Linked DNA regions of Felis catus: region 1 is linked to region 2. Evidence: chromatin contacts called from public Hi-C data. All regions are on one chromosome and are shown on one strand. Each heading gives the region's core, a stretch centred on a gene start, on an enhancer-like site or on the middle of the called end of the contact. The rest is flanking DNA. Distances are from core to core; before and after follow the strand shown. Region 1 holds the start of LOC109498201. Region 2 holds the start of MEIS1 (homeobox protein Meis1).

Region 1 (7,350 bases), core at 2,748-5,247, 140 kb before region 2:
TAGGAGGCAGCAAAATTGTAAAGATTCGATAGATTAAAATGCAAATGAAAGGTAGAAAAAGAAACATTAACATGGCGATCAAAGATTTAATAACCGTAAATCAGGTTTTTTTTCCTGTTGCAGCTGCAGTTTGTGTGTGTGTTTATGTTTTAATCATGTTCGTTCCATAAATAAATAATTTCTGAAACGAGACTAATTTTTCATTATTTTAACCGTGGGCTATAACACTAAATATTAAAAATAGAAAACGTACAGGATGCCAGATCCCCAACCAAATAAGAGAAAGACTTGTGTTGATTGGTTAAAATCAAGGAATTTCATTTGTGTCTTCTGAAAAGGGGTATTATGCTAAAAAATTCTATCTCAACTGACAAAGCCCAAAGTTTTATTTTCCCTTTAATATTTTATGTTAACAACAAGATACCATTTATATTAAATATATGTGCCGCTGCATATCCATTTCACTCTGAGCACTTTCAAAGAAGGAAAGTGCCAGAATATTTAAATAATACAAAACATATATTATTTCAAAGTGATTTGACAGAATTCCTGGAAAATAATACTTTTTAGAAGAACTTGCCTTCTAGAGAAAAATTAAGTGATAGTTTCACACAGTTGAAAATACTCTTAGCTTTATCATTAAAGTTCTCTTTCCAAGTGGGAATATTTCAGCCTTTTCTTGCTGTTATCATTCGATTTAAGTTTTTAGGTCAAGGTGTCAAATTATAGGAACACTCTATTTTATTCAGCTATTCATTTTCTCATATGGTGAAGGCTTTTCACTCAGACCTTTTTATTTAAAACGTTGATTTATACTGCTGATTTAAAAATTATTTGTAGAACTTTTAAAATAAACACATGGATTTAGGCTTTTCTTTCCTCCCTTCTTTCCTTTTTCTTTCTTTCTTTTCTTGGTAGTTATTGACATAAGGAGAATTCATCTTCAAAAGACTGGGAACTTTTCTTTTTGGTAATACCGCCTTGCAACATTTAAAATAAGCTCTTCCTTTAATTTTATCTTTGAAGGAGTTATTCCCTAATTTATCAAAGTGATGAACCAGAATTATCTCCATTTCTCCTCTCTCCACAAATTAAAATGATAGCCAAACCTGGGATACTTGTTTCCTTTCTAAAATCTTTAAGTTAAAGGTGAACTAAGTTGGTGTCCACTCCCTCCATCCCAGCCACACATCACGTTTTCACTGTGACAGTCCAATAATGCATTTAGTTTAAAATTACACTTGGACCTTTCCTCCTTTGTATTTTTTCCACTTACTTCTGTGCAACAAGATGACTTGATTTTCATGGGATTACATGAACTCCATTCAATGTTACTGGGACACTTCTGCTCAACTAAATACTTCCCTTAATAGACAAATGAACTTCTTTTTATTTGCTGGAGTTTGTAGACGGTTTTAGATACAGAATGTGCAACTGATTTAGTTATTGTTGTTGTGAGAATCGAACAGGCACAAAAGTCATTTATCTAAACCGAGGAGATATGACTCTGTAAAAGAGAGAAGCAAGGGCAGAATCATGGGGAATTATCTCAGTTTATAGCTCTTATTAATTAAACCGGATGTGGTTTTATTCTGATCTTTTAGTACCGACCTTGTTAAATGCTCCCAGATACCTTTTTACCCACGCATCCCCCAATTTTTTATGCATTAGATGAGTTGGGTCCCTTGCGGTTGGGCGCTACTTTTTCTACATTATATCACTAAGCAGTTGCAGTGTAAAATCGCGTGAGGCTACAGATGATCGCACCCCTCCCAGAAAGAAAAAAAAAGAAAGAAAGAAAGGAAAGGAAAGGAAAGGAAAGGAAGAAAAAGAAAGGAAGAAACGCTTTTCCCACTCAGTTTTAGCATCTTGTTTCGTTGAAATGCAAGACAGGTACTTGATTTAGCATTTAAGCAAAAGGTTACACAAACCGCGTTTTAAAAAGTGTTGGGATGTCCGACAGGGTCAGCCCCAGATCAGATCATTTTTTGAATGCAGACCTAAAGATAATGAGTACTTGTTGTATTAAAGGGGACAAACAGTACTTTGGCTTCCTCTGACCCCAGAATGCACGGCTCGGTTTCATTGATCATCCTCCTTTATGAGATAATGCAATTACAAACATCAATAAGGGGCTGCAAGGGGAATCATTATGCGCTGACAGTGATAAATGACGGTGCAGAAATAGCATGCTTTTTCCCCCCTAACAATCCAGGAGCCCAGGGGCTCCGGGGGCTGAACACAGTCGCCAAGGAAACAGATGACATCCCAAACGGCACCAAAGGAAAAAAAATGAACAGTCTTTCTTTGCCTTTCACTCTTTTCCGTCTTCCAAAGAGTTAGTTTTGGCTCCAGCAGCAGCTGCCACACAGGCTTTTCGTTATTTCAGACATTAAAGCCTGGAGCGGGCGGTGGGAGTCTCCTTCTCTCCCATCCCCACCCCCATTAGATAACACACAAAGCTCGCTGTTCACAGTTTAGGACTACCTGAAAATGCACCTCTTGGAAATCAGATTGGGGTCGGGTTAGCAGTGCGGGAACGTGGGTTTACATAGCCACTGCATTGTGTTTTCCCCGCTTTCACGACTGTCCAGTGGAAACTGAGTCTCCACAACAAGCTGGCGCCTCGTGGGCCGGCCAGCAAGGACGGGGCGCGTGGCTCGCCTCCATCTCCCTGCGGTGCCAGACGCTGCTCAAAGCAAAGGTGGCGGGGGCGCGGTGGGGGTCGATGGGGAGCCGGCGTCTGCTAGGGGTGTTTGCAGCTTTGAGCTTCGTAGGGTTTCTTTGAATTGGAATTATCAATGGACGCAGGGATCTCCCCTAGATCGAGGAATCTGGTTGTTCAAAGCCCCAGGGTACCCTCAGCAAGTGACTTCAAGAGGGCCTCGCTGAGCGTTCCCCACCCACCCATGTCCAAGTTGGTGGGTGAAGGAAGCGGGCGCGGAAGAGCGGAGGACTGCAGTTTGGGGACCTGAGGGCTGCGGGGAGTAGTGGTGGGATGGGGGTGACAGCCTCGGGACCTTCCGTGAAGAAGGGGAGCTCGCCACTTTGGGGCAAGGGAGGAGAAAGGGAGCGCAGAGGTGTGAGGGGGCCCAAGATGAAAAGAATAAGGAAGGGGTGGAGGAAAGCTTGCGAGCGCAATCCCACCCTTCGAGAAGGTCGCCAACCCGAAGAAAGCAGACACAGGGTTCCTGACCCCTGCCGGGCACGCCCAAGCGCGGAGTGAGGAACCCCTGCGCAGCTTGCCTTGCTTGCCACTCGAGGCCCCCGCCCCGACGAGCCGCCAGCGCTGCTGCGTGAACAGGTGACTTTATTCACTGCTTCCCGAATCGGCGAGGTCCCGGGACTCGTTTTCCGCCTGGAGATTAAGATCATTGCTCGCGTAATGAACTTAATGCTTTAGGGTAGAGGTGAGTGTGTCTGCGAGTGGGTAGGGGTAGAAATTACCGACTCGATCGATGGGAGACTGGCTTAAAACTAAATCCCTTTTCTCCAGGGCTTCACCGCCTGGCTTTCCCCCACAGTGGGCTGAGAGCGCCTGGCTGGCAGGGGGCAGCGCGCGGAGGGGCCACTTCGGGGCGCGGCCCGCGAGAACCGAGACCCTAAACGTCCTTCATCTCCCCGCCAAGACCCCGGGGTACTCGTTTTTAGGGCAAAAACTCTTAGAACCTCAAATGTTGGCGAACTGATTGCTCAATATGTTGTTTGTTTTTCCTTTCAGCTCCGCCTTGGGAGAGAATGTTACAGACGCGTTGGCGGGCAGATTGGGCCAAAAAGTGACACACACACACACACACACACACACACACACACACACACACACACTCACTCACTCACTCTCGCCGCTCCCCGCCAGCAGCCGCCTCCCTTGAAAGGCGATCTCCCGCTGTTTCTCCCTCGCCACTCTTTCCTCGGCTCTGGGATTCCCAACCTCCTGTAAACTGCACCTGGCCACCCTGAACGCAGCGGACCTTCTAACAGTCAAGTGGGTGCGGGATGGCACGGGAGAGGGGCGTGAGACGAGGGGGAAATGCCAGCCAGGCCAAGCGGGGCACATCACTACCCAGTTCCATGCCACTCCACCCGGCGTTCAAGCTCCCACCCCGGAGCTTGAATCAAGTCATGTTTTTAGTGCGTTCACATGGGCCAAGGGCCTGCTGGGATCCTAAAATGGAAGGGAAAGTTTGCAGAGACTTTAAAGCTTTCCCGAGGAGTTCCTGCCTAAGGCGTCGGGGTGCAGCCCAAGCCCCCTTGCTGCGGGCCCCGACCCTGGCACTCACGACCCGCCTGGCGGTCGCTGCCCGGGTCCCAAGTGCCCTCCGAGCCCCAAGCTCTCGGAGCCGCGCTCCCAGAGCCGCGCAGGGGCTCGGGAACAGAATCCATCAAGAAGCCTCTCTAGTCCACCACAAAGCACACCCGAGCGGTTCCAAGGGAAGGGGGCCCAAAGCGCCCCAGGAGATATCTTTCCACAACCTTCTGCGGAGACCCGGGGTCGCCTCGTCTCCAGGGACGAAGTCAGCAGTCCCCTTACACTTGACTTTCTTGTTGCGGTGGGGAGGATATAGGAAGCTACTGGAGGTGCCGGAGCCGCCCCCCCCCCCAACCCCCAAAGTGCCCTGGGCTCTGAGCAAAGACCCGTCCTCACAAGCACGCGGTCCAGGCCAGGACCCTGTGCACTGTAGGACGCAGAGGGCCACGGCGTTCTAATCTGGACTCCTGGCCGCTTCCGCGGCGGCCCGCTGGAGTTTCTCGCGCGGAGGTCTGCCCAGCAGCGGGCCACCGGCGTCTCGCCTCCCGCCCTGACATGCAGACTTGGGGGGGCGCTGCACACAGCAACCGATCCGGAGCGCAAAATCTGCGTGCCGCGTGGGAGACGCGCGCGGGAGGGGCCGGGTTGGGCTCGCGTTTTTCCTTTTCAGAAGCTTTCGAGTTGACTACGAAGTTTTCTGGTAGGCGCCTGTGCCCTGGGGTCGGAGCCTCCCACCGCCGCTCCTTCCCCTCCCTCCTCCCCGCCCCCCCGCCGCCAGCCCAGCTCGCCGGAGCCGCAGTCCAGGCCTGGCCGCGCTCTAGGTCCCGCAGGCGAGGTCCCCCAGGCCCGGACCCCGCGCCCGAGCCCCGCGCCGGCCTGCCCGCAGTCCTCCCCGGGCTCCGCGGGGGTGCCTCTCCCCGGGGCGAAACTCGCCGGCCGGGCGCACTGCAAGGAGACACCCGCTGCCTCCCGAGGAACTCCTAATACCATCCATACAGCTTTAATGCGTTTATAATTCGATAAGTGATTTCAATTTGAAATTGTTAGTAACTAATTTTATGGGTAATTTTTCCACATCAAATATTTAAGCATCAGATTAAGGGAGCCAGTTCCGACACAGGATAATAAGGGGGTTCCCCCCACCCCCCGCGCCTCCGCCTCCCTCCGTTTCCTACCGAGTCGTTTTTCCAAATCCCCAAAAGATGGCAGTCGAAGCCGACATTCTTCTTTTCCTGCGGCTCTGCGAGGGGAGGGAGGGGGAGTGGGAGGGAGGAGGGAAGGGGAGGGAGAGAGACGAAGAGAGAGAGAAGAAAAGGAGAGGGAGAAACTAGACGTTGCAAAGACTTTTCAGACTAATTCTTTCACACGTTTCTAACACAAGCAAGAAACAGTGGTGCATTTCCTGGAAATGTCCTGGGAGGAAGGAAAGCCCCAAAACGTGCCTTGGGGCCTCAGAGTAGGCGACGTTAGAAACTCAGCACTTTCAAACGGAAGCCTCAACTCAGAGCAGAAGCGAGAGAAGGGAGACATACAAATGTCTTTGTATTTTAACATCACATTCAAATACTACACCCCTAAGCAACTGGTTTTCCGGGGGACGGGACTCGGCAAATTACTTAATGGGGAGAGAAGAAGTGGGGTGGGGAAAGGTGCTGGGTGGGGGGCGGACTGCCGTGGGCGGAGGGGAGGCTGGGGCCGGCAGCGGATGAATTGCAGACCAGTTGCCAAAACTTTTCTCTCTCTCTCTCTCTCTCTCTCTCTGCTGCTGCCGCCGCCGCCGCCGCCGCCGCCGCCGCCGCCTTTGCTGCTGCCTTTGCTGCTGCCTTTGCTTTGAATGTGGGTAACTAGGAAACAGCAAGCCGTCTGAGAAGACGGAATTTCCAACGTGTAAAATGTTCTTAACGGAACCATTGAGCGAGTGCAATAAGGCGTGAGGGGGAACTAATCTTCCCATTTAAATGTTTGTGGCAATTTTATCTAAATGAATTTTAATGCTAAACGAGGGTAATTCCCCATTTGTAGCGCGTTTACTTCTCTTTCCTGTGCTTCTAAAGCAGCCGAACATCATGCAATGAACAATAACAATAAAAATACTGTCAAGGCATATTATTCATTTCGAATGTGTTATAATTACAGCTGATTAAATATGATAGGGCAAAATATTTTTAGTTTTCTTTAAAAAAATATTTAAATCATACTAAAAAGTCTCATTCAACCAGCACCCCCCCCCCCCAATAAAAATAAAAAGCAGGTACAATTGTGTGCCCTTGTTTAGAAGAGGGCGTTTTGTTTTTGCCTTTTAAGAAACATCAAAAACACCCTCAGCACCTCTATTCTTTCTTTCTTTCAGATAAGTGTCCTCCATAACCTCCGAGCTGGCTCTGAAATTTACAAGAGGAAAGCTAAAATCGCATTAAGGGGGAGTGGGGGTGTCCAGGCAAGGGGAGAAAGGATCTGCGGAGAGCAAGGCCCTCACAAAACCGCCACACAGAGCAGGGAACACAGGGAAAGAACACAGTTTGTTTTATTTTTTCTAATTCACTGGACACTAATGGTCGTGATTCTTCATAGTCTCCATATTCCCTGATTCTTCTTCACTGGTACCCTACTCCTTCTCCTAGTGCCCGCCTCTCTCCACTCCCCCCTTCCCATCTCTCTCTCTCTCCCTCTCTGTCTCCCTCCCTCCTCCCCTTTCTTTCCCTCCCCCAACCAGCGAGAGCACCGTCGAGAAGAAAGGCTGAAAATAACCTACTCACCCAAGCTTGTACTGGGGAGGAGGGGCAAATGGATGGGTAGTTTATAAAGTTTATTATTAATTTTTAAAGTAAATAAATGGTTGTTCACCGCCACTAACCAGCTCTCAAAAGAGAATTATTTCACTAAATATGGAGTATTTATGTCGCCGAAGAATTGCCACTGGGTCCAAATAAGAAATTTAAACAATCCCACACATGGGGTGGGGGCGGGGTGGGGCGGAGGGCGCTGCGCGCGAAGGCGGCTGCTGCTGCTGCTGGTGGTGGAGCTTCTCTCGGTCTGCGCATCCACGTGTTTAGAAACAAGGCCCAATAAACAAAAGGTGAGAATGCGCGGGGCTGCTCCAG
Region 2 (7,399 bases), core at 1,718-4,217:
CCTGCTGCCCGTCGTACCTACCCATAAATGGCATCTTTATCTCTCTTTAAAGCGTCATTGACGGAGGAACCCATGCTGGGGGCCATGGCGTTGGTGTGAGCTGTGTGCGGGTACTGATGCGAGTGCAGAGGAGGCCCGTGGTTCAGGTGGTGGACCGGCTGCATGGACCTGGCCGCATGCGGGTCCCCATACATCGTGGAGGGGATGCCTACTCCATCCATGCCCCCGTAATGGGGTAAATCGTCGTACTGCATGACAAACAGGAGAAAACAAGGTTGAGAAGGCCAGGCCGGCAAATGGGGAACCGGCAGGGCATGGAGCTTATATAATGTCAGTCCAGCTGGATCCTTCAACCCAGAATTCAGTGGCCTTGCATCTCTCAAGTTGAGGGTTTTTATTTTAAAAATAATTTCTAAAGTAAAAATCCTAGGATTCTCTGAGTCTCAGCTGAGATGAATGGTCTTGCCCTAACTTGTGTCCCTATCAACTAGTTCAGAAATTCAGGATCCTTTGGCAAGGAAGGAGGGAAGAAAGAAGGAAAGAAAGGGAGGCATTTTCCCAGAGGGCGGAAGGTAAAACGTGCATGTCTCTAGAGGAGGAAATTCAAAATCACAATAATAAAACGTGCCAGGACAGTGCAGCAAACCCGCCTAGTTTCACAGCCCCTTCCCATCAGGGGGAATTAAAAAAAAAAAAAAAAAAAAAGTTACGATGGGAACAGCTAAGCTAAGCACATGAATTCAGACAGGCTTCTCATTTTATTTCTCTGCCAGCGTGGGGTTAAGGCAGTCCTGCAAGACACTGCATTTCCTTTGCTTTCCAAGACAAACTCTGCTAAATTACACAAAACTAACTGGCCTTCTCATAAGTGAAACTCAGAGAAAGGTAGTTTTTCATGTTCATTAGAGCTGAATTTAGAATTGGACAATTTTCCCTCAAAGTTAAAGGAAATCTATAGTTGGAGCAGTTATTCTGCTTTCTCCACTGTTAAGAACTTTTCCCCCAGACTAAAAGTCAATGAGGCAAATGTAACTCATCAGGTGTAAAGTAAATTCAAAAGCAAATGCACGTACAACCCCTATCTTCTTTCTTCAGAAAAACTGCTTTCATATTGATTGTCATTATTTTGGGGTGCAAAATTTAGCTATTTAGATTTTCCTCATTGCTTCATTCCAGGCAAGTTCTTTTCCCAAGAATTGGAGGCACGGAGAGTGAAATGATTTTCAAAGAAAAGAGGAACTGCCACTTTCATGTCCTTAAAGCCAGAGGTGTGAAAATAGTTTGGAAGAACGCTGACATTTGCCTGAACCAAAGGAGTAAAGAAGAATGTGTCAGCCTAGTAACTTTCTTTTGCAAACAGGGCTTTGAGGGCCAGGACGCAAATTATGCAGGGAAGGCTTTCTGTAGACCCCCCTGTCTTTTAAGAAACTACCTCAGTTGGGTTGTCATTGTCTCACTTGACTCTCACTACATTTCCATTCAAATAGGAATATTGGGGAAATTAGTATTGCATTTTTAAAGTGAGTCGCTGTGTGCTTAGTATCCAATTAGTGAAGGGCTTTTCTAACAAAAACTTTCCAAGTATTACCTTTTATAAAAATCCATGCACATTAAAATCACTCTTAAAAGATGAATGTTTTCCGACCCCAAAAGCCATTACACGATGACAAAGTTATTTGCTTAAAAAAAGCTAAATACTTCTAATGATATTAAAAGATGAGCATAAGCAGTAACACATCAGAAGTTTCTAGCTGTTTATTTTACTTTAAAAATAGCTTTAAACTTCTGCTCCCTGAACTACTCACTTTATAGCATTAATAGGTATCTAGCGCCTTTTGTTTTTGTTTTTTAAACAGATGATTGTCTGAGCTTGTATTTTTATTTAGATAGCTGCTGGTTAGGATTCTATAGAAAACTTGATTACTTGAATTAATTACATGTAACATACATAAGTCTACAAATGCACTGAATAAATTCTCTCGCTTTAGGCCACGGCTTTAGGAGCCTCATTCAAAAATACAGAGAAAAAAGGAAACTTTTTAGCAGTGTCTTTCGGCCACGTTTCAATTTAATCTCACATTTGAGTTCCACAATTGTTTTTTAATACGTACCCTTTGCGCCATCGGCCTCCCTGGCTCCCTTCCTACTTCAACTTCTAATATATCCTCTTTAAGGCCAGTGTGAAAAGAAACAAATAAGCAAACTCCCCCGGAAAAAAAAAAATGTAAAGCACGACGAAAAATCCCTTAACGTCTCCAGCAACGTGAGCTACTGGTCCCAGATCTTCGGTCTACGGGACCTGAAGCAAAGCGCCCGAGTCACTGAGCATAAAAGCGCTCCGTTTCCAAGACAGCAGCGGGGGCAAAAAGAAAAAAAAAAAAAAAAAAAAAAAAAAAAGCAGATCTTCTCTCCCCCAAAAAATCAGTTAAAAAAAAAAAAAAAAAAAAAAGAGCGCCCCTCAGACCCAACTACCAAATCTCATGGCTTTCTGCCACTCCGGCTGTCAATCACAGGCGAGGTTGTCAACGTGGTGAATGAATGATCATCCGCTCTGTCTTCTTCTGGTCAGAACACCTCAAATGTTAATATTCAAATGCACAAAGCCCTAGCGCTCGCTTCCCTTGAATCAGTCCTAATTCCTAATCAGTTTCTCTCTTCTCTCGCTCGCTCTCTCTTTCTCTTTCTCTCTCTCTCTCTCCCTCTTTGCAACTGCTGCACTGGAGGGAGATTAGAGGAGGAGGGTTAAAAAAAATGTCTGTCTGAGTTTGTCTTAAAGGAGCCACGATCGATGCTGCCCGCTTGCAGTCCCCGTGCGTGTGTAAAGTGTGTGTTGCACAGGCGGAGAGGTGGATTCCGACCAGAATGCTAGAACCCGGAAGTAGTGGTGGCCATAACAGGTCGCGTCTTACACAATGCATTGGGCTGCAGCAAGTAGGATCCTCGGCAGGGGTGGGTGCGCGAAGCGAGCTCTGGCCGCACTGGAGAGGCAGAGAGACGCTCCATTAAATCGCACGCCCAGGCACAAACACACACACACCCAGGGCACACGCGCACAAACGCGGGCAGCAGCCCCCGGCCGCAGGCTTTATTTTCCGTATTCTTTTCTCTCCCTCCCCCTCCAGACTCTCTCCCCAAAGCCGACTCTCTTGAAATAAATTGGGAATAAACGCCGGGCAGGCAGCAGCAGGAGTTATTTTGCACAGGGCTCTGAGCACAGACTTCATGACTTTCCTCGAAATTATTGGGGTCTGCCAGTTTTTTCGGGGGCAGAGGGGGCTAATGCAGAAAGTATTGGATTCTCAGGACGGACCACCCCAAGTAGAAAAGTCAAACGGGGAGACAGAAGACTGAGCAGAAGCAAGGCTTGGAAAGGCTCTGCTGAGTCCCGAGAACGTGGGGTGAAGAAGGCTGGGGCTTTCTGCAGATCCAGCTTAGAGTTGCTGTCAGAGGTGGACACCCGGCCCAAGGAAAGGAAATGCTTGCATTTTCTCACTTTGGGATCTGGACACCCCCGCCCTCCACCTCCTAGCCCCGGAGGCCCCCAGCCCCAGCCCCGGCGTCCTGCGCGAAGTGGGAGAGGAAAGGAGGGAACAATGAGCTGAGAGCCGGGAATGTGCCCCCAGCGCCTGTTTACAAACACGAAGCTATTTATGATCGCCGGAAAACGAAACCCGACGCGGGCTCGGAGCAGCCCAGACCTCGCGGGTGGAGCCCGGGCCAGGGAGACTCGGGGAAGCAGGCTGTTTCTCCGACCCTCTCTGGGAGAGGCAGCTGTGCGCCCAGGGCGCGGCGCAGCAGGGTCAGCGCGCTCGGCTCCGGCTCCGGCCGCGCCGCCTTTGTCTTCGAAGCGCCGAGGGGCTCCGGCCTCGGCAGTGCTCGGGGCCTGGAGGGACCCTGCGCCCCAAGCTCGTTTGCCCCGCGAAGCTCCGCGCTCTCCTCCCCAGCCCTTCTTCTCCCCACCCCGCTTTCCTGTCCCCAACCCGGCTCAGGGAAAACTCCCAGTGCCAAAGAAAAAGAAATTCACTTCGGGAGCTGAGATTTCAGACAAAAACCTGCCCCTACCCACAACTCAGAGGCTCCAACCAGCCACTGATTTTAACTTTCTCCCTTCAAATACCTATTCTCTGGCTTAACAACAACAACAACGACAACAACAACAACAACAACAGCAGCAGCACAGCAACGAAATCCTCTCCTTATTCTCCCACTCTAAGCTTGCCTTTTATTATTGTATTTAGTGGTGTTATTTTCGTTTTTATTTTTCTGCGCGCCCGGCTCTATATGCCGAGATGGCTCAGCCACAGCAGCTCAACCAGCGGGTTGGAAACCTCACATCCTCGAGCAAGGCTCGCAGCTCGCTCGGCTCGGAGCAGGATTTTTTTTTCCTCCCTCCAGCTGAAACCTCACAGAAAACTCCCCCTGCGGTCGACTGGAAAATGAGCTCACCCAAATCTCGGTAGGCAGCCGTGGAGGAGGGCTCGGCCAATCAGGGGGCGCTCCTGCCAAGGCGGCCGCGCATTGGCTGCGGGGAAAATCAATTATCAAATAATCGATCAGCAGGGAGCTTCGATCTGCCGGGAATGCAAACTGCCAGTCCCGATTCCCGCCCTGATGGTGGCCAAAAGGCTGACTCCTCCAAAGCCGTCGGCCGCTAGTTCCCATCGCCCCCACCCCCCATCCCACTTCGCCAGCTGCGGACCGAACCCTCATCCCAAAGGGGGGTGTAGATAAGAGAAAGAGTTTTGAGAAAGATTAGGGGGCTCGTATCTGGAGAGGTTGTTTGGACAAGGCTAGGAGCTCTCAAATGTATTGAGGCTAACTCTAAATGCGCAAACTAAAAGAGAATTTGCATCAGTTTGAGAGGTAGGACTCAAGTTTTTGTTAAGTGGGCTTTCAAGAAGCCAGAGACACTGGGCAAGCATCAGAACATATATCTGGAATCAGGTTCCCTCCAGCACACGTAGCCTCGCTGAGCGATGTCTATTCCTTTAGTACTTAGCAGGAGTCAACGCCCAGTCTCCCCCCCCCCCCCCACCGAATAGTGGAGTTTTCATAAAGCCGAAGCAGCTGAACCTTCCCAGCCTCCCGCACACCTCCCCAACGCCGACACCGCACTCCCCCCGTGTGCACCTAAAGGGCTGACACATACACCCGAAGCCTTCAGATACACTTTGCCTTGAAAGAGCTCCGACTGTTTAAAAAACATCCTAGGATCCGCATCATTTGCATCTCTCTTCTTTCTTCCTTTCTCCCCCCACCTCCCCCCCCCCCAACTTTAGGATCTTTAACTTTTTTCCATCGCAAACATGGGTAAAGTTTTTGGGTACCGACGCCCCGGTACATTACGCAGGAGGTTAAAGCAGGCCGCGTGTCAAAGCCGAGGGGATCCAGGTGAATTACCAGCTTCTTTACGCCTTTGCCTGACACTCCCACCCCCACCCCGCTCGCCCCAACATGAACTTGGAAACCGAACTTCAGGCCAAGATGGAACCTCCCGGTCTCCGGAAGGCGATTTCTCTGTTTAATTCGCGGGAAGCTGCGCTGGCTGGGCCAGGCAACGCAATCCTTTTCCAATTACCGGGAGGACCAAACTGGGCCGGCAGCCTGCAAGCCCTCTCCGAACCCCAGGCGGCTTTGGCCCTCACCTGCGCCTTCCGACGGCTGCACGCGGACGTGTGACCACTGCAGTCCAGCAGGCCAGGCTTCGGCGCGGCTGGCTGTAGGGGAGGGACACAAGGAGGGGGGGTCAAGCCAAACATCGAGATGGGTACATCTACGTTTATGATCCTTAAATGAACTGCGAGGGAAATGGTGTAAGTATAATTTAACGGAGAGAAATTTACTGCGAAATACATTTCGATGATCATCGTCTTTAAGAGTCCTTAGGGGCTCTCCAGCAAAGGCTTAAGTAACCGGTTTGGAGTTACCTCAACCCTGCGGCCATGTTTTCAAATTTGGAAAAGGCCAGTTTTGGTAAAGATTTCTTTGACAATGGAGTTTATTTTGTATTGTTGCTTTTTGGTAAATTTGTTTTCTAGCAGAGATGAAAAAAGAAGGTTCAGGTAAGTCACTCCTTTTCAAACATAACCAAAAACTTCAAAGCAGTTGGAAAACTATTGTGAGCTTCAACCGTGATGTGTCAGGTTACCGTAAAAGTACTTTCAATTACCTACACACAGGTTTTCCTCAAAGAAAGAGATAGTTTGCGTTTGTTGTCTTAAATAAACTCTTTATAGTTTTAAAAAGTGTCTTCTTTCTTCTCCCCCACCCCTTTTCCATTTATAACTGCTAACCTAATGCTACTCCTAGGTCTTTATAAGATTGATTCTGGACAATCAAGGGACTAAAACACTTTTACAATGTAATTACAGTAGTACAAATTGTTTGCCCAAACCTCATTCTGGATAAGGATTTTACAATTAGCAAACAGTTATTACAGTTGGGGCTTGCTGAGAGAAATTGCACAGAGGAAGTCTAGAGTTGTAATATAGTAGCCATAAAAAAAACCCTCCTTTAGCAAGGCAGCAATTAATCATCTATTAAAAGGAAAAGGCAAAGGGATAGTTCTAGGTATCTTAGTAAACTACTACTGATATTTACCTGTTCTGTGATAGCACCTATCCCTAACTTATTTCAGATACTTCCTTTTTGAAGTAATAGCACGTTTATTTTGCAAAAACTTGGCCTGGTGAAGGGTTCTGGCACTTGCCCGTAGCTCTGGAGACATGTGCCTTCCATCCTCAGCTTACTCTAAACATCCCAGAACATCTTCCCAAAGATAGAGAGCTAAGACTTTAAAGGGGCAGGCTGGGGCCTAGGTCTCTATTGTTTAGACCTTCCTAGCAAGGAGGCATTTAAAGCAAGTGGTGCCCCTTTCCGATGTTGGTACAGTCCTTTTTGAGCACTCCCCTCTAATTTTCTGTTCTCCTATAAGGGATTGTGTCTCTGAAAAGACATATATCCTGAATTAGGCTTTTGTCCCCAAAGTTCACACTGATGAGTCAGCTCCAAAACCCTCAGAAATTAAAGAGGCATCTCTTAAGGTAAAATGTGTGTGTATTTGCCAGCCCAGAATAAACAAAAGACTGTTAATCAATTGAGTTTGGCAGCTGTGTTCACAGAATGATAAGAGTTTATCATCTGCCACCTAACTTTAAGATGCCTGTTAAAATGTTGTGATTACTCCTTAGGTTGTCCTGTGGTGCGGAGGCTTGGGGTTTGTCCTTCAAGAACATTCATCGTCTGCATCTCAACCCTCCACATTAACATTTGCATTTCAAAAAACAGAAATAGGAGGAGGGAAAGACAGTTTGAAGAAAATGGATTTAAAATCTAGTAGAGATAATAGAGGAATGCTTGAGATAAGAGCCTGGATGTGATATGAGAGAGGTACCAAGAA

The links. A called contact is a pair of places that touch in the nucleus more often than the background predicts.
Region 1: a contact with region 2 is called in a Hi-C map of skin fibroblasts, with 7 times the contacts expected there. The contact joins the promoter of LOC109498201 here to the promoter of MEIS1 in region 2. A contact is called at or near these places in 2 of 3 Hi-C or Micro-C datasets (fibroblasts and skin fibroblasts).

What each region holds. Positions count from the first base shown.
Region 1 is chrA3:84,007,052-84,014,401 of F.catus_Fca126_mat1.0, reverse strand. LOC109498201 reads left to right here and starts at 3,997. Exons shown (of 2, transcript XM_045054292.1): 1 at 3,997-4,949; 2 at 6,098-7,102. The coding sequence starts at 3,997. The coding sequence ends at 4,707.
Region 2 is chrA3:83,863,108-83,870,506 of F.catus_Fca126_mat1.0, reverse strand. It overlaps MEIS1 (homeobox protein Meis1), which reads right to left and starts at 2,967. Exons shown (of 12, transcript XM_023251722.2): 1 at 2,910-2,967; 2 at 22-248. The coding sequence starts at 2,918.